Linked DNA regions of Oncorhynchus mykiss: region 2 is linked to region 1. Evidence: chromatin contacts called from public Hi-C data. All regions are on one chromosome and are shown on one strand. The core of a region is the stretch at or near the end of the contact, and the rest is flanking DNA. Distances in the headings are between cores, read along the strand shown. Region 1 has its middle 11 kb from the start of cdca7a. Region 2 overlaps LOC110520118 (obg-like ATPase 1).

What was found. Hi-C and Micro-C count contacts between places; a contact is called where the count stands out from the background.
Region 2: a contact with region 1 is called in a Hi-C map of liver, with 5 times the contacts expected there. The contact joins two enhancer-like sites. A contact is called at or near these places in 2 of 3 Hi-C or Micro-C datasets (blood and liver).

What each region holds. Positions count from the first base shown.
Region 1 is chr3:49,739,597-49,745,984 of USDA_OmykA_1.1, reverse strand. No RefSeq gene overlaps it. Among protein-coding and RNA genes, the nearest start is that of cdca7a, 11 kb to the right of the region's middle. Within about 2 kb of position 4,279, at least 1 of the 11 cell types and tissues checked has an H3K27ac peak or open chromatin away from gene starts, as enhancers often do. A contact at or near this core is called in liver, where this site is marked.
Region 2 is chr3:49,823,318-49,830,340 of USDA_OmykA_1.1, reverse strand. The region is part of intron 7 of LOC110520118 (obg-like ATPase 1); the gene reads left to right. Among protein-coding and RNA genes, the nearest start is that of sp3a, 25 kb to the right of the region's middle. Within about 2 kb of position 3,645, at least 2 of the 11 cell types and tissues checked have an H3K27ac peak or open chromatin away from gene starts, as enhancers often do. A contact at or near this core is called in liver, where this site is marked.

The sequences.
Region 1 (6,388 bases), core at 3,030-5,529:
AGATTAATTGTCAGATTCAACAGAAGATCTCTTTGTTTCTTGGGACCTAGAACAAGCATCTCTGTTTTGTCCGAGTTTAAAAGTAGAAAGTTTGCAGCCATCCACTTCCTTATGTCTGAAACACATTCTTCTAGCAAGGGCAATTTTGGGGCTTCACCATGTTTAATTGAAATGTACAGCTGTGTGTCATCCGCATAGCAGTGAAAGTTAACATTATGTTTTCGAATGACATCCCCAAGAGGTAAAATATATAGTGAAAACAATAGTGGTCCTAAAACGGAACCTTGAGGAACACCGAAATTTACAGTTGATTTGTCAGAGGACAAACCATTCACAGAGACAAACTGATATCTTTCCGACAGATAAGATCTAAACCAGGCCAGAACTTGTCCGTGTAGACCAATTTGGGTTTCCAATCTCTCCAAAAGAATGTGGTGATCGATGGTATCAAAAGCAGCACTAAGGTCTAGGAGCACGAGGACAGATGCAGAGCCTCGGTCCGATGCCATTAAAATGTCATTTACCACCTTCACAAGTGCCGTCTCAGTGCTATGATGGGGTCTAAAACCAGACTGAAGCATTTCGTATACATTGTTTGTCTTCAGGAAGGCAGTGAGTTGTTGCGCAACAGCCTTTTCTAAAATTTTTGAGAGGAATGGAAGATTCGATATAGGCCGATAGTTTTTTATATTTTCTGGGTCAAGGTTTGGCTTTTTCAAGAGAGGCTTTATTACTGCCACTTTTAGTGAGTTTGGTACACATCCGGTGGATAGAGAGCCGTTTATTATGTTCAACATAGGAGGGCCAAGCACAGGAAGCAGCTCTTTCAGTAGTTTAGTTGGAATAGGGTCCAGTATGCAGCTTGAAGGTTTAGAGGCCATGATTATTTTCATCATTGTGTCAAGAGATATAGTACTAAAACACTTGAGCGTCTCTCTTGATCCTAGGTCCTGGCAGAGTTGTGCAGACTCAGGACAACTGAGCTTTGAAGGAATACGCAGATTTAAGGAGGAGTCCGTAATTTGCTTTCTAATAATCATAATCTTTTCCTCAAAGAAGTTCATGAATTTATCACTGCTAAAGTGAAAGTCATCCTCTCTTGGGGAATGCTGCTTTTTAGTTAGCTTTGCGACAGTATCAAAAAGGAATTTCGGATTGTTCTTATTTTCCTCAATTAAGTTAGAAAAATAGGATGATCGAGCAGCAGTAAGGGCTCTTCGGTACTGCACAGTACTGTCTTTCCAAGCTAGTCGGAAGACTTCCAGTTTGGTGTTCCAGTTTGGTGTGGCAGTTCCCACCAATATCCAGCAACTTCGCACAGCCATTGAAGACGAGTGGTACAACATTCCACAGGACACAATCAACGGCCTGAGATGTGTTGCACTGCATGAGGCAAATGGTGGCCACACCAGATACTGACTGGTTTTCTAATCCACGCCTCTACCTTTTTTTAAGGTATCTGTGACCAACAGATGCATATCTGCATTCCCAGTCATGTCAAATCCATAGATTAGAGCCTAATGAATTTATTTCAATTGACTGATTTCCTCATATGAACTGTAACTCAGTAAAATCTTTGAAATTGTTGCGTTTATATTTTTGTTCAGTGTAATTATCCTTGAAACATTACTTTTAAACAAATCATATTTTTGTCTAGTAATGTATTTAGTACCTTTTTTACTACCACGTCAGTAAACTAAGCCTATAGGCATTAACATGTGAAATATTCATCTTTGCTGTTGAAAGATGTCTTTGAACATCAATCGACCTGGCCACAATTCCTCACTGAATATAAAACACTATAATTTGTGGATTGAGATCCCTTTTAATAAAGAGACTAAAGTAAAGATTTAAAATGAACACGATGATTAAGAGCAAATGTGCCAGGCATTTATATAGCACGACTGCAAGATAATTAATAAAGATTCATGCTCTAGACCAAAATTTGAATTTTGAACAAAATGTGCCTGATGTGGGCAGCATTTAATCACCTTACTGACAGGAGTAACTGCTTTCATTTAACCTTGACTGAAGATCATGAATTCTAACGCGTTTAATTGGATACATCATTTAACAGAATGAACAGAGCAAATTTCCCCCAATTCAAAGGCTCTGATTGACAGACAGTGGCAGTAAGACCTGCTACAATTAAAGCTGATCTGTATTCACTGCCCCCGTCACCCAGCTCCATAAGTGATGTGACTGTTTGATCATCGCTGCAGAGAAACTTTGCTGAACTTCACCTTGTTTTGAAAGGGCTAGACGCTGAATAAAAGGGGAAGGTTTTGGGGGGGGGGGGGCACCCTCAAGGGTGGAGACACACACAAGCCCCTTGGGTGCCAGCGATGCCTCCCACCTCTGGCCCAACAGCAGTTACCCTCCTGATTCCTGGCAGGGACATGACAGGACAAAAGACAAAACTGGAAGTCTCACACCATTATGTTTATTATCACCATCAGCAGCTTAATTGAAATGTTTCAAAATCAGGAAAATGACAATGCCACCTTTCCGAGACATTGGAAATAATGACTTTGTCTCATAGCCCTCTGCAGACAATTGCCCCGATGATGTGAAAACTGTGTTAAGTGGCATACAGTGAAATGTGTTGCAGACACTTAATTGTTTTCTTGCCTTTGACTCTCGAGAGAACAAATTTAATCTGTGAGCCAGACATTTCCTCAGCGACGAAGCCTATCCAGACAAAGCATGTTTGGTTAAGCAACCATGCTCCAGGGTTAAATTTCATATTTTGCAATTACAGGGTTTATTTTTTCGAACAAAAAATGTAATGCATTATTTAAATGATCATAGCTTTGGGATGTTTTCAGGGATCATGCTTCCAGGATGTTATATTAGAGAGCTTAAACTGTCAATATGTGAATCAGTGGCATATAGGCTACTGGCTAATGGATGTATAACCCTGTCAATTGAATGATTCATTTATTTAGACGTTTGTGTTGGAGAAAGACCCTTGGTTTGGTGCTAAACCTTCTCTTGTTGTTGCAGCATGTGGTACAAAACAGATGGATGTGTAACAGCGAATCTCTGAGTGAAAGTGAATGTTTAACTCACTGACTTCATAGCTTCGAAACATGTACTACCTGATCTGATCAACGAAGAGGTGTGTTGTTTTGGAGATAAGCAAGGATGTTATGTGGACAACAAATCTCTCACGCTTGTTCATTGGGAACAATCCTTGGATGTTGCAATAGGCTAACTGGGGGATGTTGACACAGTGGTTAGGCCAGCTGGGTCAGATCAACACTGATATTAAGGAACAGAAGAAAAAACATGTTAAAGGAAAAACACATTTAGGGGATCAGATCCAGTCGAGTGTTGTTCATTCTGTTTCACCACAATAATACAAACCATCTGTGCTGATTTTAAGTGGTGAGAATGATTTTTAAGATTATTGAGTGGCTTCTGGTGCTAATTATCTAAGAGCTCTTTTCTTTCTCTCAACTTTAGACTGACTACCTCAAATGTTTTCTCTGTTTCTTTTGTCAACTGATAGCTTTGTGGAGATATTGTTTGAAAGTTGGCTAACAACCATGACAGATCCATTATTTCAGCTTGTGTGGTGAAACAGATGTCACATGATGTTCTTCAAGGCAGCAGTTCTAAATGATAATATGTTGAAATGCAGAAACTTTAGAAGCCTCTACTGTCTCTCCAGAAGTCTACAGACAGCCAATGCTTAAATTTGCTACTTTTACCACTGCACATTATATCGAGTCTGACTCTTTCCTCATTCTCCAGTATTAGACCATATACCAAGTCAAGCGTCAGATCCAACACTAGTAAGACTTGTTTGTCCAGCTGTTGTACTTAGCGGTCAATCTACAAGGTCACGCCTGGGTGAATTTGAAAGTCATTTGCTGCCCCGCCTCCACCCGTTTCCTCTGCGCTGTAAACCAGTATAGTCAACCACCATGGGTTAATAGAGACAGTAGATATTACAGGGCAAAGAAGCATGCGGGTGCTTTCATGATTGATTGATATTGTTGGGTTTAAGACTGTGAGACTATAATATTAAACAAATGATCCATTGAAAAGTAGGAGGTGCCATGGCAATGATTGAAATCCTTGCTGAGGGAAAAGGGACCGCTAGATGTCCATAGATGTTTCAGAAACAGAAGAGTAAACCAAGAGGCCTCATGACATACTTGACTTTGTGTGTCTTTCAGCTCGACATTTTGACATGGGAACAAGGGTCCGCAATTTATTGATGTAGCGAACATCGTGACGCAACGTAGTTCACAAACATGCAGACTCCTCTGCCAATTATCAAAGTGTTTAACTTTTGAAAACATGGAAAATGACCTTTGCTCCATTTTAACCTCCACAGAACAAACGTACAGTAAATTCCTCTGGATATCAATTCCAGACAGCGTTTATGCTTAACTTCAGTCCCTAGACAAGTCCTGGGATTGTTTCTTAGCCTTTGTTTTCGGGTTCTCACAGCACTGCGGATATAAAGGAGCTTTCACAATAGGATTTATTTGAGACATCATTATATAATTTCTGCAGTTTAATATAAATGCTTCATTTAACTAGCTAGAGTAAAGAATGCTTTGTTTTTCAGACAAGTTTTCCAAATGTGAAGACATTGATCAAATGTAGTGAGCGAACTCATAAATACCAAATGCCTCTAAGGTTCTGCATTTTGCATGTGTTTGTGATTTATTCAGACTGTGTTAGTCAGTATATCCATTGCATTGTATTGTAAGTACAGTTGAAGTCGGAAGCTTACATTCACTTAGGTTGGAGTCATTAAAACTAGTTTTTCAACCACTCCACAAATGTATTGTTAACAAACTATAGTTTTGGCAAGTCGGTTTGGACATCTACTTTGTTCATGACACAAGTCATTTTTCCAAAAATTGTTTACAGACAGATTATTTGACTTATAATTCACTATATCACAATTTCAGTGGGTCAGAAGTTTACATACCCTAAGTTGACTGTGCCTTTAAACAGCTTGGAAAATTCCAGAAAATGATGTCATGGCTTTAGAAGCTTCTGATAGGCTAATTGACATAATTTGAGTCAATTGGAGGTGTACCTGTGGATGTATTTCAAGGCCGACCTTCAAACTCAGTGTCGATTTGCTTGACATCATGGGAAAATCAAAAGAAATCAGCCAAGACCTCAGAAAAAAAATTGTGGACCTCCACAAGTCTGGATCATCCTTGGGAGAAATCACCAAACGCCTGAAGGTACCACGTTCATCTGTACAAAGAATAGTACGCAAGTATAAACACCATGGGACCATGCAGCCATTATACCGCTCAGGAAGGAGATGCGTTATGTCTCCTAGTGATGAATGTACTTTGGTGTGAAAAGTGCAAATCAATCCCAGAACAACAGCAAAAGACTGTGTGAAGATGCTGGAGGAAATAGGTAGAAAAGTATCTATATCCACAGTAAAACAAGTCCTCTATCGACATAACCTGAAAGGCCGCTCAGCAAGGAAGAAGCCACTGCTCCAAAACCCCCATAAAAAAGCCAGACTACCGTTTGCAACTGCACATTGGGACAAAGATCATAGTTTTTGGAGAAATGTCCTCTGGTCTGATGAAACAAAATAGAACTGTTTGGCCATAATGACCATCGTTATGTTTGGAGGAAAAAGGGGCATCATGGGGATGGAAAATTACGTGGATATATTGAAGCAACATCTCAAGACATCAGTCAGGAAGTTAAAGCTTGGTCGCAAATGGGTCTTCCGAATGGACAAAGACCCCAAGCATACTTGCAAAATGGCTTAAGGACAACAAAGTCCAAGGTATTGGAGTGGCCATCACAAAGCCCTAACCTCTATCCCATAGAAAATGTGTGGGCAGAACTGAAAAAGCGTGTGCGAGCAAGGAGGCCTGCAAACCTGACTCAGTTACACCAGCTCTGTCAGGAGGAATGGGCCAAAATTCACCCAACTTATTGTGAAAAGCTTGTGGAAGGCTACACGAAATGTTTAACCCAAGTTAAACATTTTAAAGGCAACGCTACCAAATACTAATTGAGTGTATGTAAACTTCTGACCCACTGGAAATGTGATGAAAGAAATAAAAGCTGAAGTAAGCAATTCTCTCTGCTGTTATTCTGACATTTCACATTCTTAAAATAAAGTGGTGATCCTAACTGACCGAAGACAGGGAATATTTACTAGGATTAGATGTCAGGAATTGTGAAAGACTGAGTTGAAATGTATTTGGCTAAGGTGTATGTAAACTTCCGACTTCAACTGTATCTGATACTGCTGTCCATTTTGCCAGTGCTCTGGATTCATGACCAGCAATGAATTGTGTGTTGTAGGCTCTGGAGGAGACAGTTAATTAAGTAAATTAATGAAGCACGGGAGCACCACCAACTCACGGTGGTAAGCTCC
Region 2 (7,023 bases), core at 2,396-4,895, 85 kb before region 1:
TAGTTTGAATAGGCCTACTGGTAGGCTACTTTTTCAGTTGGACCTGTTATGTGTGTCTCTCACTGTTATCAAAATCAAATCAAATCAAATGTATTTATATTGCCCTTCGTACATCAGCTGATATCTCAAAGTGCTGTACAGAAACCCAGCCTAAAACCCCAAACAGCAAGCAATGCAGGTGTAGAAGCACGGTGGCTAGGAAAAACTCCCTAGAAAGGCCAAAACCTAGGAAGAAACCTAGAGAGGAACCAGGCTATGTGGGGTGGCCAGTCCTCTTCTGGCTGTGCCGGGTGGAGATTATAACAGAACAAATGTTCATAAATGACCAGCATGGTCGAATAATAATAAGGCAGAACAGTTGAAACTGGAGCAGCAGCACGGCCAGGTGGACTGGGGACAGCAAGGAGTCATCATGTCAGGTAGTCCTGAGGCATGGTCCTAGGGCTCAGGTCCTCCGAAAGAGAGAAAAAGAGAATTAGAGAGAGCACACTTAAATTCACACAGGACACCGAATAGGACAGGAGAAGTACTCCAGATATAACAAACTGACCCTAGCCCCCCGACACATAAACTACTGCAGCATAAATACTGGAGGCTGAGACAGGAGGGGTCAGGAGACACTGTGGCCCCATCCGAGGACACCCCCGGACAGGGCCAAACAGGAAGGATATAACCCCACCCACTTTGCCAAAGCACAGCCCCCACACCACTAGAGGGATATCTTCATGGACAGAGAAGGGGCGATTTCAAGTGTTTGGTGGTAATAAGCAAATGTCATCAGCAGAACAAACTGACATTAAGTAAAATGGTTTGTTTTGACAGCATCGCAAACTAGCTAGCTAACTAGGAGATTTACATCATCATCCGCTATGGTCAGCTGGTAGACACTTTTCTGATGTCACTCATCTCATCTCTAGTTAGTAGCCTACTAGGAGTCATTGGCTCTAGCTTGCTTACAATGAGTGACGAATGTGATATTGCAGAAAATAAATAGGCCATAATGCAAATGTTCTGATACAGAGACCATTTGTATTTTATGAATTTTGAGTAATGAATTAGGAAAGTAAGCGTTTTGGACCTGCCCCCCGAAAGGTCTGTGCACGGCCCTGACAGATATAGGCCTACTATTATGATGGTGTGTCTTTACATCAGCGAAATACTTCCATGTTATATAACGTAGGGAAAGAATTCTGCCAGAGGAAAACGCGTCCATTTGTTAGACCATCATATCCCTGTTTGGAGTGCAGTGTTGTAACCACTACATACCAAGCTGACCTCATTTCAACAAGAGTAAACTGTATTAGCGTTAGCAAGCAGCCATCATTAATGGTGGGATCAGAGAGGGAACAGGGCCTCCTTTCATCCCCAGGTTCTCTGCTGGAGACGGTACATCATTTACTGTAGAGAGGAGCACGTGGGTATAATTCCATACAGTACAGTACAGTGCGTGTGTATGAGAATGTGTCCATGAGCATGTTTGAAGTCTGTTGCCGAGGCGACTCCATGCTCATTTGGATGTTGGCGTAATTGCGGTGTGGAGATCAAAGGCCGGCTGGCCGAGTGATGTTCCAGAGGAGCCTTTACCACTCCGGCCCTCTCCTCTGTGGAGCGGGGGCTGCCTGCTGCTCGCGCCGCTCCCCTCTCCCCTCCAGCCATGCGCTGCCTCCTGCACATCCCCGCTCGTAAAAAATGATTAAGGCCGCATTTGTCATGTGTTTATGACTGAGAGGCATTGCGTGATAGGGAATGGCATCTACAAGAGTCTACCAAGAGGCTTTCTCTTCCCTCGGCGTCAGTAGGCTGCCTGGAACACTTTTGTCTGTGTCACATAGTTTGTGTATTAGAGAGGGTCATTACTCCTCAGTTTATAATGTGGGTGTTTGTCTGCTGTTTGTATGTTTTCACTTGTCAAGGCACAAGCTGGTAATTTAAAAGCTCCTGGTCGGTGGAGTTTTCAACCTTTTTTAATATTTTCATTAGCCTCGATATTATCAGATATTTAATCCAATGTCCTTAGCAGACGGCCAACTGCCATCGCATTTAGTAAACGCAAAGCTCCACTTGAGAGCCAGCCTGTTTTTTTTCTCCTCGTAATGTGCTTTAAAGTAAATTGGAGCCTCTTAAGTAGGTGTGTTGACCTTTAAGAAAACCGGAAAGCGTGACCTCTCTGAGTGTGCAGAGTTTGTACCAGTGAGCGGGGAGAGGAATGTCAGGGTAGGACGGCTCTTCACAGGGGGCTTTTACATGCAAGGGGTCTATCTGTCTGTCTGTCTGTCTCTGTCTGCGTGTGTGTGTGTCTGGCACGTGTCTGTCTGTGGATTGGTCGTATGTTTATTGCTTTCTTCCTGCTTATGTTGTGTGTCTCCAGACATGTTACTTTGTTCTTACTGGCTGTCTCTTCATTTCTCTCTTGATATGGAAAGTGAACCAGCAGGTATGTTTGCTTATTGAACTACCCCAGCTGGCCTGTAGGTGGTGCTTTGACAATTAAAGTAAAGGTACCTCTGCAGTGAATCGCAGCAGGGTTGATGGTCTAGCCACGTTCAGTTTGAAAAGATCCCACTGTCTGAGAGGACGTGCTCCGTTTGTCCCTCGGCTTCTCTCTACAACCTACTCATATATGTTTTGTTCAGGTCTTCTATTCGTTTGATTTCAGGATTGACTTTATGTTTTTAAACTTTTATTTTGGTGCAGAGTAATGATAACTGTACATTTTCTTTAACTTTAGAGGATTTGTTAACGAACTGGCAAGCGCGCGCATCTTGGTCACCGTCAGATTTTGAGGCAGACTGTCACCGAGGGAAGGCATTGTTGTGGTCTGCTGAGAACCGTGACAGGAAAGCGGTGGCAGCAGCCCACTTTTGCTACTCCAAACCATAATTCCCGTAAACAGAATTGAACGTTTATTGAGTGCAAAACCGCTGGCTCCATCCAAGTTTTAAGGAACTGCTGTCTAGGGAGTCACGGTTTGCCTTTCAAAGCGATGTGGGACATATATGATCAGTGGGTCCCCTTTCACTCTGTCCACAGCCGTCCCCTCTCCCCTTATGTACTGTGGGATCCTGGAGAGAAAAACTACATTCCCGTGGAAGGAAGACATGTACCCTGCTGAAAACACACACTCCTAGTGGAAGCCTTCAGTTAGGCTTTGTAATGAGTGTGGATGACTTTGAGAGGCTCAGAGAGGAGTAAACCATATCCACATGGTCTCTAATAAAAGTCCCGGAGCATCAGTTCACTTGGCTTTGTTATTGACCGTCCCTGGTCTGTCTGCCTGGTCTATCACACTGTTGTTGTTCCCCATGTTGGATGAGTAGAAGACACTGGGTAGCCTGGCTGCCTTTTGTTGTGGTCTGGTCTGGTGAGGTCTGATGGGGTTTGTTGGGGAAGACACGCAGGCAGGGACGGCTCTGTTCGGTTGTTGTTATCACTAATGAGATCCTAACGGTGAGTGTCACAGCCTTCCTTCCTGGCCATAGGAACAAAGCAGACACTCGTTTGTTCTCTGTTGACCTCACAAGACAGCGACGAGTTCCCCGAAACGGTCCCCTTGTGTAATAAAAATTGGGACAATGCCAAGTGGGTGAACCCGGGCTACATACTTGACCAGAGGGCATAGCTTCAGGTTAGATACTGATCAGAAGTCCCATTTTGAACTGAGTAAAGCTCACTTACCTCTTGCTCTTGACCCGCTCGTAAGACACACAGGGATTATTGTGTCACTACTTTTTTTGGCCATACTTTCTGTGTTACTAACTAGGTCAACTGCCGTGACAACACTGGATTTGGTTTGAATCCGCTGCTTAAAGGGTGTGTGTCAGCATATAAGACATGATCACAGCCTCATTCCGTTCAGTCCGTGTTCTTTTGATAAGAATAGCCATTTCTGTTGTAACACAGTATGCTAACCTCTTCCAAAGCATTCAGAAGCAGCTCTGTGGTGGTGGTGGGGGGGGGAAGAAGCGGAAGCATCCTCGGAAGCATTCTTTGTGCTATTGAGAGCATAAGAATCTCTGTGTGTTTTAAGTCAGGCTAATGATATATTTGGATAGCTTTGGCAAGTTGTGCTGTTTATTATCTTTTGTGATAAGGGTTAAAACAAAACACACATGTCACAGCAAGTGTCCTGCAGCCTGGCAGCTTTAATGAGATAAATTAATGAATTTAGTGTTGCCACATACAGCTCCTGAAAGCTTGTTATCAGAGTGATTGTTGAACTGTTATGAATGGAAAAAGGAAACGGAGGGGGGAATAAGGATGGGGGGGGGGGGGGGGGCATGATTGGCTGATGTTCCATATGTCCTTGATTACCTTCCCTCTGCTTTTATTCTAATAAGTGCCATTCTTTGTACTCCCTTGGACGGGTAGACAGTCTGACACGAGATGAGAATAAATATTGCATGTGGTACACATTAAGCTGTCATCCAGGAAGAGAGAGGGAGAGATGGAGAAATCCACCGCTTTACATTCTGCTGCTTGCGCTACACTTTGCCTGCTCTTGTCACAATTGTCACATCTTGATGACTTTCTCCCCCCTCGTGTTCTTGCTCGCAGTCAATTGCAATGAATGACAGCCCTGCTGCCCCGTATGGAGAATTATTTAGGGTGATGTAGTATGTACTCCTGGGAGTTACTGTTAGAATTTCTGATCGTGATATTCATTTTTTTATTTTTATGGAGTGTTTGTTCATTCAATAAAGCCAAATTCACTATGGATTTGATCTATGTTTGTTTTCAAGTATTTGTACTTCATGAAAGAAAGTTGTTAGCGAAAAAACAATTGAAAAAGCCTGTTGTTAGCATGGCCTTGTTGTGCAGCTTGAGAAAAGAGAGCAAGAGGATGCTCTTAATTAAGCCTCTTCCCATTGTACCGCTCTGCTCCCCTCAGCCGTGAAGAGGGAAACAAGTTCACAATATTGGCTGTGATGTGAGGAAAGTAGTGAGAGAGGCTGAGGTTGTGTGCTGGCTGCTTGCCTCTCAGGGCTGTATGTATTGCCTCTCTTCGCCTCTCCATCCAGCCGTGGCCACGAGGAGCAGAGAGCTTCTGCACTCGTGTCCTCACAGGAGCGCACCACTGGGAGGATGAAAAGCGTCCCACAGAGCCCCTGACTTCCCAGCCTCAAACGGCACCGTGAGCTCATACCTCTCATTTCCCCCCTCCACTGAGGGAGGAGGGGTGGAGAGCTGGTCGAGGTGCTGCGTGCTCCAGAGCGTTCAGCGGGAACTGAGAAACAGAGAGGGGGGGGGGGGATAAAGCCTCTGGGTTGTTATTGTATTAGTTGGTGCATGGCATGCAAGCCAGCAGCAGCAACAGCAGACAGATGGGGAATCCTTCAGCTGTGTGTGTGTGTGTGTGTGTGTGTGTGTGTGTGTGTGTGTGTGTGTGTGTGTGTGTGTGTGTGTGTGTGTGTGTGTGTGTGTGTGTGTGTGTGTGTGTGTGTGTGTGTGTGTGTGTGTGTGTGTGTGTGTGTGTGTGTGTGTGTGTGTGTGTGCGCGCACGTGCGTGATTTCCAGGTTCAAGTGCTGAGGAGCTTTGTTTGGCTGTGTGTCTGTCCACCTGTGGGTGGGTCAGTAATGAAGTAGTGGAGAGGGAGAGATTGTTAGAGGATTACTTCTCAGTCCTGTCAGCATTCAATTGCATCTGAAAGGAGGCCACTCTGGGCCTAGGTGCTGGGTCCCTTTGTCCTCACCTTTTTACAGGCTTACCTGACTAAGCAGTGATAATGAAGCCGGTCCGTATGAATGCACGGCAGACACAGGTCACAGGCTCAGGTAGCTGCACCTGTACTTTAGGAGCTCCCATTGTGTCCTCCCTCCTGAGTCGTTTAAGCAGATCAAAGCTGTGACAAAGCCCAGGGCAGCCCCAGGCAGGCGGAAACACAGGAATTATTCCCCCTTCAGGATTCTCTCACAGAACAAGACAAATAGACAAGGCACCCCTGTGGGAAGTGTTCATTCCAGCCTACTGTGTGTTGGAAGCTCTTTTGTTTTTAGTAGGTTGTCATTACTTTACCATAGGTTGTTCCGTTGAATAGACAGACGTATTGTAATTGCTGCAGGCGTGTATTGTAGAGCTAATAACCTGTGTTAATTTAGGTGTAGGTATTGTCGGCTTATTGTGGAATAAAATATGTAGGCGACACACAAAAAAGGCTATTAGGGTATCGAATAACAGCATGTTTAGGATGTGGTTGTTTTGAATAATCTAAATAACATGACCGCAAGAAAATACCGTTAGAGTATTATGAAGACATACCAGAAATATGCATAATTTGATGAATATATATTAGGTTGAATAGAGATGAAAATAAATACATTTAGAAATAGAAATCGTTGGAGGCCGGTTTTAAAGAAACTATTGATGTATTATATTTGCTTTTAAATGATTATATACGGGATATATATACATACTTTTTTTTAGGAGACTAGCAGGAAAAGCAGCAGAAACCTGGCTCGTTCCCCAGTCTTGTTTGAGGCTTTTAGGCCGGTGAGTGATTAGCAGAAATAATGTCCCTGTCACCCTTAATCACATTAAAACGTGGTTAACATTTAATTTTTCCTACTTGATATGCAAAAATTTCCACTAGATTTGCAGCGAAGGCCATTGAAATTCCATTATAAAAAGAATAAAAATTTCAGGCGTCATTTGTTCAGAGAAGGAGATCTAGATTTGAAAGTGCTGAATCTTTCTATTAGCAGAGCTGTGAGAGATGGCACTCTATACTGAGGCATAATGGGACAGTGACAAGACACACACACACACACACACACACACACACAGAGTGTCTTTTCTTTCACAGTCTTTTGTTCTCTTCCCCCAGTAATGTATTGTATGTACTTTGATATTTTGGCATCTTTGACAGTGGTCACCCTGCTTTTACAAACAACACATCTGAACTCAATTGCACAGCATGTTAAGGAACATGTTTTTTTCTCAAATAGTACAAGTACTTTGAAGCATTCTTGGATTGAGTCAACACTGTGTAAACTGTATACTGAAAGTGAAACATTTCGACAATAGAA